Linked DNA regions of Delphinus delphis: region 2 is linked to region 1. The links are chromatin contacts, called in public Hi-C maps. All regions are on one chromosome and are shown on one strand. Each heading gives the region's core, a stretch centred on a gene start, on an enhancer-like site or on the middle of the called end of the contact. The rest is flanking DNA. Distances are from core to core; before and after follow the strand shown.

Region 1 (5,917 bases), core at 1,698-4,197:
CTGTAATACTATACCGAATCAGACAAGTGGCAATTTCTTAATAGTCAATTGCAACATGGAATCTGAAACCCTATCAATGCCCTTTCCATGCTCTGTTACACTGAAATCTATTGGTTTATCTTGCCCTTTGAATGGAACTTTTCTGCATGTGTGATTTTGTAACACTGTGACTTATTTGGGCAATATTGGTTCACGAGTAATGGAGAGTTTCCAAATGTTGACACATTTCTTTATACAATACCCCAAAATCACACTTGTTAAGATTACTACCCATCTCATCAGAAAAAATCTTTTAAGCATTGGAAAATGGTCAAGGTCAGAATGGCAGATACAAGTTTCCCAAAATTCTAACTTTCACGTGAAAACTCAAACTTTTATCATTAGCAACAAATTCTGTCACTTGTTTTCTTTGTTTCTGTTTTGTTTTTTTTTTTGGCCGCACACACAGCTTCCAGGATCCCCGACCAGGGATTGAACCTGTGGCCCCTGCAGTGGATGCACAGAGTTCTAACCACTGGACTGCCAGGGAATTCCCAGTCACTTGTTTTCTTTGAAGTAACAGGGTCAATCATTCATTTTCAAGAAAATATCTACTAAATACCCAAGTCAGTTTGTCTGTCAGTCGGTCTTTCAAATAAAAACTGTGTCCTGTAAAAAGTAGGTGTCTAATTCAACTTGCAATGTAGACAATCATACTAGAGGTTTTCCTTGAGATAACCATTTTACTTTGGTATGTCGAAGTGCTTTATGTGTTCCCCCCATTTTGTCATACAGAATATTAAAAAGATATGTACTCGGGCTTCCCTGGTGGCGCAGTGGTTGAGAGCCCGCCTGCCGATGCAGGAGACACGGGTTCGTGCTCCAGTCCGGGAGGATCCCACATGCCGCGGAGCGGCTGGGCCCGTGAGCCATGGCCGCTGAGCCTGCGCGTCCGGAGCCTGTGCTCCGCAACGGGGGAGGCCACAACAGTGAGAGGCCCGCGTACCGCAAAAAAAAAACAAAAACAAAAACAAACAAACAGAAAAAGATATGTACTCAAGGGTTGAGATTTAAGAAAATTAATAATTTTTACTGCTTCATCAAGGACATTCTTAGCAAGTGCATGGAGGTGAAACACAATGACTGCTAGTACAGTTTGATGTCACTGCCTTGATTTGTGCTAAGTAACAGTTTTATCCACCATTACTTTTGCACTATCAGTGCAAATGTCAACAAAATGAAAGAGGCAAACGTTATCCCAACATTATTATAAAAATAATTTTGACCTTGAGGACCCACTGAAAGGGGCTTGGGGATTTGCAGGGGTCTATGGACCACACTTTAAGAACCACTGCTGTGAAGGATGAAGAGAGCTTGACAGAAGTGGTAAGATTGGCCACTTAATGTTTGGAATATATCAGTTCATAAAAGCCATATTATCTTGAATAGTTAGCTTTCTCAGGACAAGACAAAAAGTCTGTTTAATTTAAAATGTAGCTGACTCACAGAATCCAAAGATTTTTATGACATTTCCTTCAAATGACTTAAGTGGGAAAATAAATGTGATAGGATTTTCAAACTGAACTATTCAACTGAAAATCAGAAAAAAAAAATCATATTAATGACTAAAATTGAGCCAGTCCTTTGTTTTGAGTTTGTTAGTTTCAAAGATACACATACAGGTTCTATAAAGAAATTTATTAAACATCCTACAGTATTTGCACATCAAAATCAACCATTTTAGAATTTGTTTAAATATAACTAAAATGTGTGCCATTAAATATTTACTCATATTTAAACACAAGACTTTGAAAAGGTAACTGTAACCAACAGTGAATCATTCCATTCAGCAAACTTTTATTTAGTCATTATTATGTGCAAAGCAGGGAGTTCGGGATATTTCAAATGGCAGGGAAGAATATGAACGCTCTGAAAATACTTTCCTGTTCCAATGATTTAAATAATCATTACAGAACTTGAAGTAGAGGGGGCAATAATGAAGAAATAATACCTGAATTTTGGAGAGAATACATATACACTGCTATTCAGGATGCTATCGTATTAATGATAAAATTTCAACCTGAACAAAAATATGTAGGTGTTAAAAGAGCTGTGTAGGTGGAATATACTAGGTCTTCTGTTTTACTAGTGTAAGTCAACACATGTAAAATACAGTAGTATTACAACAACAAATGTGGAAGAAAGGTCTGGGAGTTTTTTCACCAAAATGTTAACAATAGTTATCTCTGGATGGTAGCATTCCTGGAGACTTCTGTTTTGCTCATTTATTTCCTAACTTTTTTACAAGAAACAACGTATTACCTATGCAATGACGACAAGGTAGAAATATTTTATATAACTATTCTTACATCAATCAGAAAAGAAATCAATGGAAAATCAAGAAGAGAATTCAACATAAACTTGACATTTAAATGACATATGCTAACAATGACAGTTCTGGTGAGTGAAAGAAGACAAACTAAGACAAGAAAAAGGAAGACCCGGTTTCTTCTTCACCAAAAAGAACATGATAGATTGGAAAATGATTCGTGGCTCAACCATAAAGGAAAATGAGGAATGAATGCGAATAACTTATGACAGACGAATAGGAGTGCGAATAAGAGAAAGAAAAAGCTAAAGCCGGGAGGGAAACTCGAGCCCTCAGCCAGCAGTGGGGCAGGGAAAGAAAACGCGGTAAACTGAGTCTTTAACGCAGCCTCTTTGTCTATCTAGAAGACCCCAAAGGGAGAGGAAACCGTCACTGGCCTTGAGAAAATAGCTTAGACTCGTGACAAGCAAAGCCCTTCCTCTCAAACATTAGTCGCACTGGGAGGACAAATACAACTGCGGCACGGAAAACGCCTGCGAGCCCACACCACCCGCTCCTCACCTCAATAACTCGCCCAAGCACCAACCCCTTGCGGCGACCGCCATCTTCCGCCGACCCACGATCTCGGGAAGCGCTTCGTTGTTCCTCTTCTCTATTGGCTCCTGAGGAAACGTTCGGTCACCCCCGCCCACACAGGGGCGATTGTGCATTTCAATTGGTTGCTAGTAGTAGCTTCCCACGGCCTTCCAGCCAATCGAATCTCCCGCGGGGGTGGAGAAGTTTTCGGCGTGGCGTACTCTGGCCCGGCCCCCCGTGGGCGGAGCCACAAGGGGGTTGGGCATGGGGAGGGCGTGGCCTGTGATGGACAGCCGGCGCTCCCGCCCTCGGCCCCTCCCCCACTGAAGACCCCGCTCTGGCGCCCCCGCCCCCAGTCTTAGCGCCTGCTGCCCGTTGGAGACCAATGGGAGGCTCATGCGCGTCTCAGATCGATTTTCCAGGTGCGGAGTTCACTCCCGCAGCTGCTGTGGCATTTCGGACCCGCGGCGCCCTGGAGCCCGGCGCGGCGCTCCAGAGGGAGCTGCGCAGAGCGGACCCGAAGCCGGCCCTCGCCACGCCGCACCTTCCCAGCCGGCGGTGGTCGAGCCTTGGGATCTGCATCCCCCGCCCTGGTCTACGCGGCTCGCCCTCCCTCCTTTTCTCTCCGGCGCACGCCCGAGGCTGAAGACCTCTGCGCACCGGCCCGTGAGGTAGCGGAGACCCGGCAGGGGGGACGGGTCCGCCTCGCCTGGGTTTCAGCTCGGCCGAGGACTCTCGGGCACCGGCAGGCCCGTCTCCGGGTGTGGGTGAGGGTTCCCGGCCCACCCTCCCCTCTGGGGCGCAATGGCGCGCAAGTTTGAATTAGCAGGTGTGATGAGGGCTGACGATTCCTCGTCTGAAATGCAGGTGTCGGTTCGGGTTAGAACCAAACCACGAGGGTGCCATCCACTGCGCGCTCTTCTTCTCCCGGGGTTTTAACATCGCGCTTCTCCTCCCCTGACCAGGTGACCTTGGGCTCTGGGCTGCATCACAGAAGAAATTAGTTCCTCCGGGAGATGAAGCCACAGCAGGAGAGACAGATTACAGATCGTGAAAAGGCAAGTCGGAGAGTGAGTTTCCTTCCTGGGGCTCTGTGTGCGCACACCTGCCTGGAGGACCTTTCGCGCCCGCCCGCGGTCCTTACTGGGTTCCTTGGTGTGCGCGGGGGAGGCCCGGCGCGTGGTTTGTTAGAATACCCTTTAGGAAGGGCATGCTATTAACTGTTTTTCAGAACAGTTTAAAACGCACCACTTTTCTGTTCGTCTGCTGTTGAGAAGTTTGATGCTGGAGAGGTAAAGTGAGAGTTGAGTTGCTGTGTAAGATCCCTGATTGGTCAGTACGATTAAATTAGCTACCTTGAAAAGTTATTCAAGAGTTGGTGCATAGACCCCTTTATGATCTATCCAGGTCCTGCAACGGTTGTTTGTTTGTTTTTTTGTTTGTTTTTGAAGAACTATTTGAGTTCATTTAAATCATGCAAGTAATACATTAGTGCGGCCTCTTAAAATGCAAATAGTACAGAAATATTTAGCACGAAAAGCAGATCCATTTTCCAGTCTTTTTCTGCTCATGTACATGTGTCTTCATCCATTCAGCAAATGCTCATTGAAAACTTGATATTTTTCAGGCACAGTTTTGAAACGCACAGTGGTGTTAACATGTATCTATCGTGTTAATGCTTATCTATATCTCCAGAGAAATCTTTAGGTTCTTGTGTGTGTGGTTTTAGAATATTTGCTTGTTTTACATAAATGAGATCATGTAGTGTGTATTCTCCAACCTTTTTTGTTGTTGTTGTTATTTTTATTTATTTTGGCTGCGCCGGGCCTTAGTTGCGGCGCGCGGGATCTTTTTTTATTTAGTTGTGGCATGCAGACTTCTTAGTTGTGGCATGCATGTGGGATCTAGTTCCCCAACCAGGGATGGAACCTGGGCCCCCTGCCTTGGGAGCACGGAGTCTTACCCACTGGACCACCAGAGAAGTCCCCCTCCAACCTTTTTTTCCCCCAATTTAACAATATATTTTGGAGATTTTTTATGCTGGTACATAAGCAACTGTGTTACTTAGTTTCACCTCCGCACAGTACGGATGCACCATAGTGTATTTATTCTTTTCTCATGGGTGGACATTCGGGTTGCTTCTGTTTTGACCCCCTCACAAGCCATACTGTAGTGGACATCCTTGTATGTGATTTTTCATGCTGACCTTTGAGTATTTCTCTAGGATAGGTCCCCAGGCCAGGATTGCTGGTCTGAAGAGTAGCCTGTGCCTTTTCTACAGATTTCAGAAATCAATTCGACAACATTATTGTGTGCCTTTTTGGGGTGAAATTCATCTAGGCCCTGGTGGCGTAGAAGTGAAAGATAAATGGATTAATGGATGGACAGAGAGAGGCTGGTCAGTAGATGATTCTTCGTGGGATGACTCTGCATTTAATGGAGGAGCTGGGAGAGCACCTGTGAGGGAGGGGCAGCTTGTATGGAAGAGGAGACTCTTCCAGCCCCCTGCCGTGCCCCCATCTCTCTGCCCAGCAGAAAAATCCTTATCTTTCCAGATCAAGCTCAAGACCTGCCTCTTCTTGACACTGTGTAACTGCCTCTGCTCATGCCACACCTCACCCTCTTCTGGATTCCTTTGATAATGGTATTAGCCAACATTATTGAGCTTACTTTGTGCTGGACACTGTATTGAAGCACTTTATATTCCTCCAGGTACACTCAGTTAATCCTCACAAAACCTTTTGATGTAGGTATTTTCTTGTCATCACCATGTATTCAATAATTTTTTTAGTACAGGCATACCTTGGAGATACTGTGGGTTCAATTCCAGACCATGACAGTAAAGCAAACAGGCACTTTTTGGTTTCCCAGTGCATATAAAAGTTATGTTTACACTATACTGCAGTCTATAAAGTGTCCAATAGCATCATGTCTAAAAGAAAATGTACATATCTTAATTTAAAAGTAACTTTATTGTTAAAAAATACTAACCATCATCTGGGCCTTCAGTGAGTTGTAATCTTTTTGCCAGTG
Region 2 (6,529 bases), core at 3,518-6,017, 510 kb after region 1:
AGCGCCCAGTCCTAACCACTGGACCGCCAGGGAATTCCCATGTTGTAGTTTAATTAGCAGCATTTTTTTTTTCTTTCAGTGCCCCAAAGTAATGGCATTTCTTAGAACCCGTGGTGTCTCAGAATTGATAAAATATGGTATCTTATCTTGCATTTTCAAAACAATCTTCTAAGACAGGTCTGGTTGTATCATGCCTGGGGTCTGCTGACATCATAAGAGTGTATTCTCACTATTTTTCTGTCTTCTTTCCATTAAACTATAAACTCTCTATGGCTTACCATAGTGATAGGGATTCAATAGTGCCTGTCACATAGTAGGTGGGCTATTAATAGTTGTTTAAATAATTACTGCTATGTTCATGCTCCTTTGATAGAGAAACTGTTCCACTTTGGTTCTAATTCTCAATTTGGATATGTTCATGTTCAGTACTCATCTTGAATCGCCTAAGACTTCAACTATTACTGTGAAATGCTGCTTGTTGGAAAGGTCTAATTTCTTGTTAATAGTAGTCCCTAGTAGTATTTTTTTCTGAGGATTGACATTATATAATTGGTATTATATAATATTATAAATTAGGAGGACCCAAATTAAATTTCCATATATATTATTTGAATATTTTCTGCTGCATAATTTCACATCTAATTTTTTATGCTTATTACTTCATTTTTTTTGATGTTCTCGACCTCTCAACATCACTATTGTGATCTCAAAGAGTAAAACAGAGAGCTGAGGAAATGAATGGTAAGACAGCCAAAAGAAACTTTGTTAGGTTACATGTGAGGAACATTAAGTTCATCTGATTATTCTTTTCAGATGGTACAACCAGATACCATAAGCCAAGTCATTGGCACGTAATTATTTTTAAACCGTGTTACCCTGCTTAGTTTAAAATAATTTAAAAGGGCTCTGGTTGGCTCCTACAAATGAATATAATTCATCAGTTCTTAATTGTTAGAATAGCTCCATTTCAACAATTTAGGCTATTGTTTAAGCCAGAGTCACCATTCTTTCAGAGGGTTTTGTATAATTAATTCATTCCCTTTTAAATCGGAGCCATAGCATTTGGGCAGCATTCCTTTAAAAACAGCAGCAAAGAGCATGTTTTCTCCCACATACTTCTTCCCACCAATGTCCTCCCAGAAAAGTCTTCTCTAATCCCTTAGACTGCAACAGCACAGGGCTTAGCACACCCTACTCCAACTAGTTTTCCCTCTAGCATTGCAAGAGTTCAGTTTCTTCAGTTGAGTCTGATGAAATAGTTGGCTTGCATTTGGGGGCCATGTTTTAGAAAAATAAGCCTGCATATAACCAGAATCTTTCTGGAATCACATTCTAGAATCACAGAGATTGAGTGAAGAGATTCATGTTTCCCATCTTGTGCTTCTTGCAAGGCCAAAGCTCACTGAGGGGAACGGTGGGAGTCTCTGGCATTATTTTGTTTTCTCTTTTTCCTTTTTGTCAAATATAGTTGAATTCAAGCAATTTAAATATGCATGTTATGGAACTCCACTGTTATCTATATTGGTGTCACATTTATAGTTTTTTTCCCTTTTAGTTTGCAGATTTATTTTAGGAGTTTTAAGAAATGTAATAACTCTAAGGGTATGTGAATTTTTAAAGTTATTTACTGAGTACTACTAGATGCTAGACACATATTCTTATACTTTAAGCATATAGCTCTTAATCAGCATTATTTAAGATTCACCTGAATAGCTTTTTAAAAAATGAGAGGTGGAGGGCCCATCCCAATTCTACTGTATCACTTTCCTCTGGGTTTGGTACATTCATTATTATTTTTAAGCTCTATTGATAATGCTGATGTACATCTCCTGGCCCAGAACCACTAATTTAAGCCATCACCAACTAATAGCTTAATTGCCAACCAGAGTCACTAAGAATAAACTTGGCCTATTTCACAATTTTGTCTAGGGACCACTCGTCAATGCTTCCTGGTTTTGGACTGCCTCTTGATTTGCTGCTTATGTATGTCCTGATTTTTTTCCTGTTCTGCCTTGGGGCCTTGCCTTCCAGCACTTCTGGGCCTCTGAACTGGAAACCTGGCCTTTGATCTCAGGTGCCACCACAAGCATAGGTTCTGGTTATGTGCTCCAGGTTGGCTCCTTGGACTTGGCTCTCCTGATCTTTGCATCTAATCCTGGCTCTGCCATACATCTCCACTTACGACCCTAGTGCAACAATCTGCCAACTCCATGGAGTCAGGGAAGAAAGACCATGGTGGCTCCGCTGGAAATGATTTCAAGTAACGGCAATAGGTAAGGTCATTATTAATGCATGTTCATCTACCTCACTCGTCTAGTTCGATTCCCTTCAAACACTGCTTTGTACACAGCACCCTAATTAAAAACTCCAATTTATATGAAAAAAAATTCTTAGCCTGGAATAAAGGCCCTCTACCATCCAGACCTGACCTACCTTTCTGGATCTTATACTGTTCTTCATGTACCTGGTGCTCCAGCCTAGCTGAACTTGATTGTTCCCCAGGAAGCCATTGGCAATGCTGTGCTAACTTCCTTTCTTTACTACATCTTCAACGTCTAGAAGGAGTTTTCACCAGCAGCTTCTTTTCCTTTACCCACATACCCAAATCCTACCGATCTTTTAAAGCAGTGTTTCTCAAACCTGAGAAATGTAAAAGAAATTATGATCCTAGAAAATACATTTTCTGAAAGGCAGGAGTCCACAGAACACAGTTTGAAAGCACTGATAGAGAAATCTGAAGACCAACTCTATGAAAATCTTTCAGTTGCAAATTATCACTTCGAAAGAAAAAATTTGTCTTTATAACTAATAAAACAATTTGTATATTGTCATTAAAATGAAAACAAAAAACTTAAAAGTATCAAAGAACTCTAATTCTTATCTCCAGGGTCTAGGATCCCAGTTTGAGAAACATTGCTTTAAGGCACCGCTTAAACCTCCTGACCCTGGAAAATTTGTTCTTTCATTACCCTAGGGAAATAAATTTTTCTCTTTTCTGAATTATTTAGTATCTAATCATTTTCTACTCTGTAGTAGCTAATAATACGTAGGCAATATTCTTCTAGAAAAACCACAAACTCTTTGAAGGCAGGGACAATATTTTAAACATTTTTTAACTCCACTGGTCCTAAGCAAATATTGGATGTAAGCTCGCTACTCCACTTTTAGAAGTCCAAATCTCTTAAAAGTATTTTACTCTTCTATGGCGCATACAGAACGCCATATTACTGAATAGCCCTACTATAAATTAACAAAAATTCAGAGGTTGTCTTAAATATTAGGAAAAGTCCGAGTTATAAAATTCAAAATTTAAAAAAAGTGCCACAAAACATGTCTGTTCTGTGTTAATGGTAATAGGAACAACTTCTTTGAGTGACCAGTAGGGAAATAATTAAGAATTTCAGGATAAACAATCGAAATGCTAGGCCAATAGGAGAGGCCCTATAAATCTCTACACAGTCTTATACAGGTCGTATGTCCCTCATTCAACTTGTATTTTAGGCAACGTCTTTAAGTTTTCAACTAGTATATTTGAGGCAACTTTTCCTCGGACATAATTTAGGAGAGGAATCATTATGCCATCAAGCCTGGTGACGGGCTGGTTTTATCCGAGAACGTCTGCCTTCAGGCAGTATTTGGATCGAGTCTGAGACAGCATAGAGTGCAAGGAAAGGGCACTGGCAGGGCTATGGAGAACCCATGCTATGTGTCACCTGGGCAAGCCAAGTCAGTCTGTTCATCTAAAAACAAGAGTAATGGACGCTGCTTTTCTAAGGCCCCTTTTAGCTCTGAGATTGATATTCTGTGGCCCTAAGTAAACATGGCTTGTGAGAGGTTATTTCTTTGGGTAGGACGGGTTATTTTTCCCCGAGTATAAAAGGGGCAATAAACTGTTTATCGATATTTGAGTCTTCCCCCGCTGCCCTTTTAGGGCTGAGTTCGGAATAAAAGGGTTTGTTCCCTTTCTGGTGGGTCCTCCAACGAGGGGGCTCCTGGCTAGGTCCAGCCCTCACCCTCGGTCGCTGCCCAAGGCCGAGCGAGGCTGCGGACAAGGATCGCCCCTCGTCCCCCACTCCCCTACGGGAGCGGAGTGACTCGCGGAGAAGATTAGTCCCTGGTCATAAACAACCTCTCACTTCCCTTCCCCCGCCCCGGGCCCGCCCGCGCTGGGGCCGGCCCTCCGAGGCCCAAGGAACCTCCTCCGACGACCGCGGGCCCCGAGCCCTCATCCGGAGGATGACCGCCGGCCTGCCCCGACTCCTAACCGGGCGTTGGATCACTCTACTCATCCCCTCCTCACTCGCCCATTGGGGAAGGGGTTCGCTACAGCGACCTCGAAACAGGAGCTGAGGCCAGCCTCCATTTCCCTTCCTCCGACCCCTATCACCTCCAACAGCCAAGGAGAGGCCGACGGGCCTCACGCGCAGACTCACGGCCGCGGCCCCCGCCCCCATACCGCCGTCCTTCCGCGGGCTGTCCCCGCCCCTTCCCGGAGCCCGCCTCCGCGTCTGCCGGCCCGCCTGCTCGCCCCTCGCGCTCGCTCTCGCGCGCACCCGACGCTCCGCCTCCGCGCGTGCTCCAAAACTGTTCCCGGAGCCAGCCTCCAAGCTTCCCCCGCCCCTGAGCTGTTTGAATATGCTAATAAGAGGCCAGGGATCAGCCAATAGATTAGCAGGGCGGTGCATCACGTGGCTAGAGGACGTGTCAGGGGGCGGAGCCTCTGCAGCCCCTGCCCGAGTTAAAACCGGAGTGTGAGAGAGAAAAGCGCTTCAGTAGCGAGAGGGGCTGAGAAAGTGGTGACACCGCCGGGGTGCGGAGGGAGTCCCTGAAACTTCTCCCAACAGCCCCAGGGCCAATCTCCCCTCAGCCCACTCCCCTCTTCGCCAGCTCCCAGGTCCCCACTCCCTGCACCGGGGGTGGGGTTGGGAGCCAGGCCCGTCTCCCGCTGGGACACACACAGGGGCCGGGAGCGGGGACGGGACCCCCGAGGCGGGGGGGACGGACCGACAGACAGACGGCCGGGCGCCCGCCCCAGCGGGCAGGCAGGCAGGAGGAGGCGGAGGCGGGGGTACGACTGGGAGGACTGGGTCTGGGGAGTTTCCTCTCAACTATCGGGGGAGAAACTCCCCGCAGCCGGAGGAAAGACCCAGACCGTGTTTTCCTCCCGGGGGCCGCGCTCCCCCGCCCCGCGTAGCGGCGGTCGCCGCCGCCGCCACCGGCGCCTCCACCTCTACCATCTCCTCTTTCTCCACCACCTCGGGCCCCGGTGTCCCCGGCCAGCACTATGCCCATCTTACTGTTCCTGATAGACACGTCTGCCTCTATGAACCAGCGCAGCCATCTGGGCACCACCTACCTGGACACGGCCAAAGGCGCGGTAGAGACCTTCATGAAGGTACCGACTGACCGAGCCCGGGCGGCGACCCCGGTCCGGCGGCCAGCGGGCGGCAGGGGTGGGGGGAGGGCGGCCGGGGGCGGCGAGGCGGAGGTGTCGGGGACCTGACTGCGGGAGCTGCCGGGCTCGGGGACCCCCTCCCCCACCGCGCGGGCGGGCGGGCGCTGCAAGCCGGGCTCGGCCCGGGCCGGGGCTGCGGCCCCGGGCGGTGTGCGGGGGCCGATCTGTGTGTGTGGGGCGGCTGCGGCGTGTGCGGTACTGTGGGGGGCGGCGGGGCCGCTGGGCGCCCCTTCTCCGCCTGGTAACCTCGCCTCTGTGCTTCCCTCTCGCCCGCCCTGTTCCTCCTCCCGTTCCCCACCCGCTCTCCCGCAGCTCCGTGCCCGGGACCCTGCCAGCAGAGGAGACAGGTATATGCTGGTCACTTTCGAAGAGCCGCCCTATGCTATCAAGGTAACAGCCCTCGCCCTCCCCCTTCCCTTCCCTTCCCTGTTCCTTCCTCTCTCACCCTCCCCGCCCCCCCATTCACCCTTCATTATGCTCCCCTCCCCCACCCGCTGTGCTCCAGGCGCTGAGGTCTTTTCCCCTGCGGGCTCCCACCCCCTCCCCCGCTACGGAGCGTCCTGGCGCGGCGCGGAGTCGCCGGGCCACCGCCGTCCCCTCCCCAGCCCGGCCCGGCGGCGGCGGCGGCGGCGGCGGCGGCGGCGGCGCTGCGATCAACATGGCCGACATTTCCCCTCCGCGGCGTGAGCGGCAGCAATGAACTGTGGGGGATATTTATTCAAGTTAGCCCGAGTGACAGCCGGGCCCGGCAGCGCCGAGCCTGGGTCTGCATTAAAGGGGAACCGGCCCGAGGCCGGGGAGGGGGGCGGGGGCCGCGGGGCTGGGGCTGCGGAGTCTCCCCGAGAGGGCTGCGGGCCGGTGGGACAGCGCGCTAGGTGAACTTCGCAAGTCCCGCTCACTTCTGCTTTCCACCAGTATCTTTGCATCCCCGAATTCTGGGTATGAGGCTGGGGAGTACGCTTCCCGGGGAAGTTATAAAGTACGAAGGCTGGTAACTGACGAAAGCTGTAGAGCCAGCAGGTTTATTCTTGGCCTCCTTTGGAAGAGAGTTTCCTCAGCAGTGATGCGTTATTG

Evidence for each region. A called contact is a pair of places that touch in the nucleus more often than the background predicts.
Region 2: a contact with region 1 is called in a Hi-C map of lung, with 4 times the contacts expected there. The contact joins the promoter of INTS6 here to the promoter of ALG11 in region 1. A contact is called at or near these places in 2 of 3 Hi-C or Micro-C datasets (lung and muscle).

What each region holds. Positions count from the first base shown.
Region 1 is chr18:15,636,802-15,642,718 of mDelDel1.2, forward strand. It overlaps ALG11 (ALG11 alpha-1,2-mannosyltransferase), which reads right to left and starts at 2,948. Exons shown (of 4, transcript XM_059996116.1): 1 at 2,870-2,948. The coding sequence starts at 2,913.
Region 2 is chr18:16,140,544-16,147,072 of mDelDel1.2, forward strand. INTS6 (integrator complex subunit 6) reads left to right here and starts at 4,768. Exons shown (of 20, transcript XR_009516838.1): 1 at 4,768-5,395; 2 at 5,768-5,845.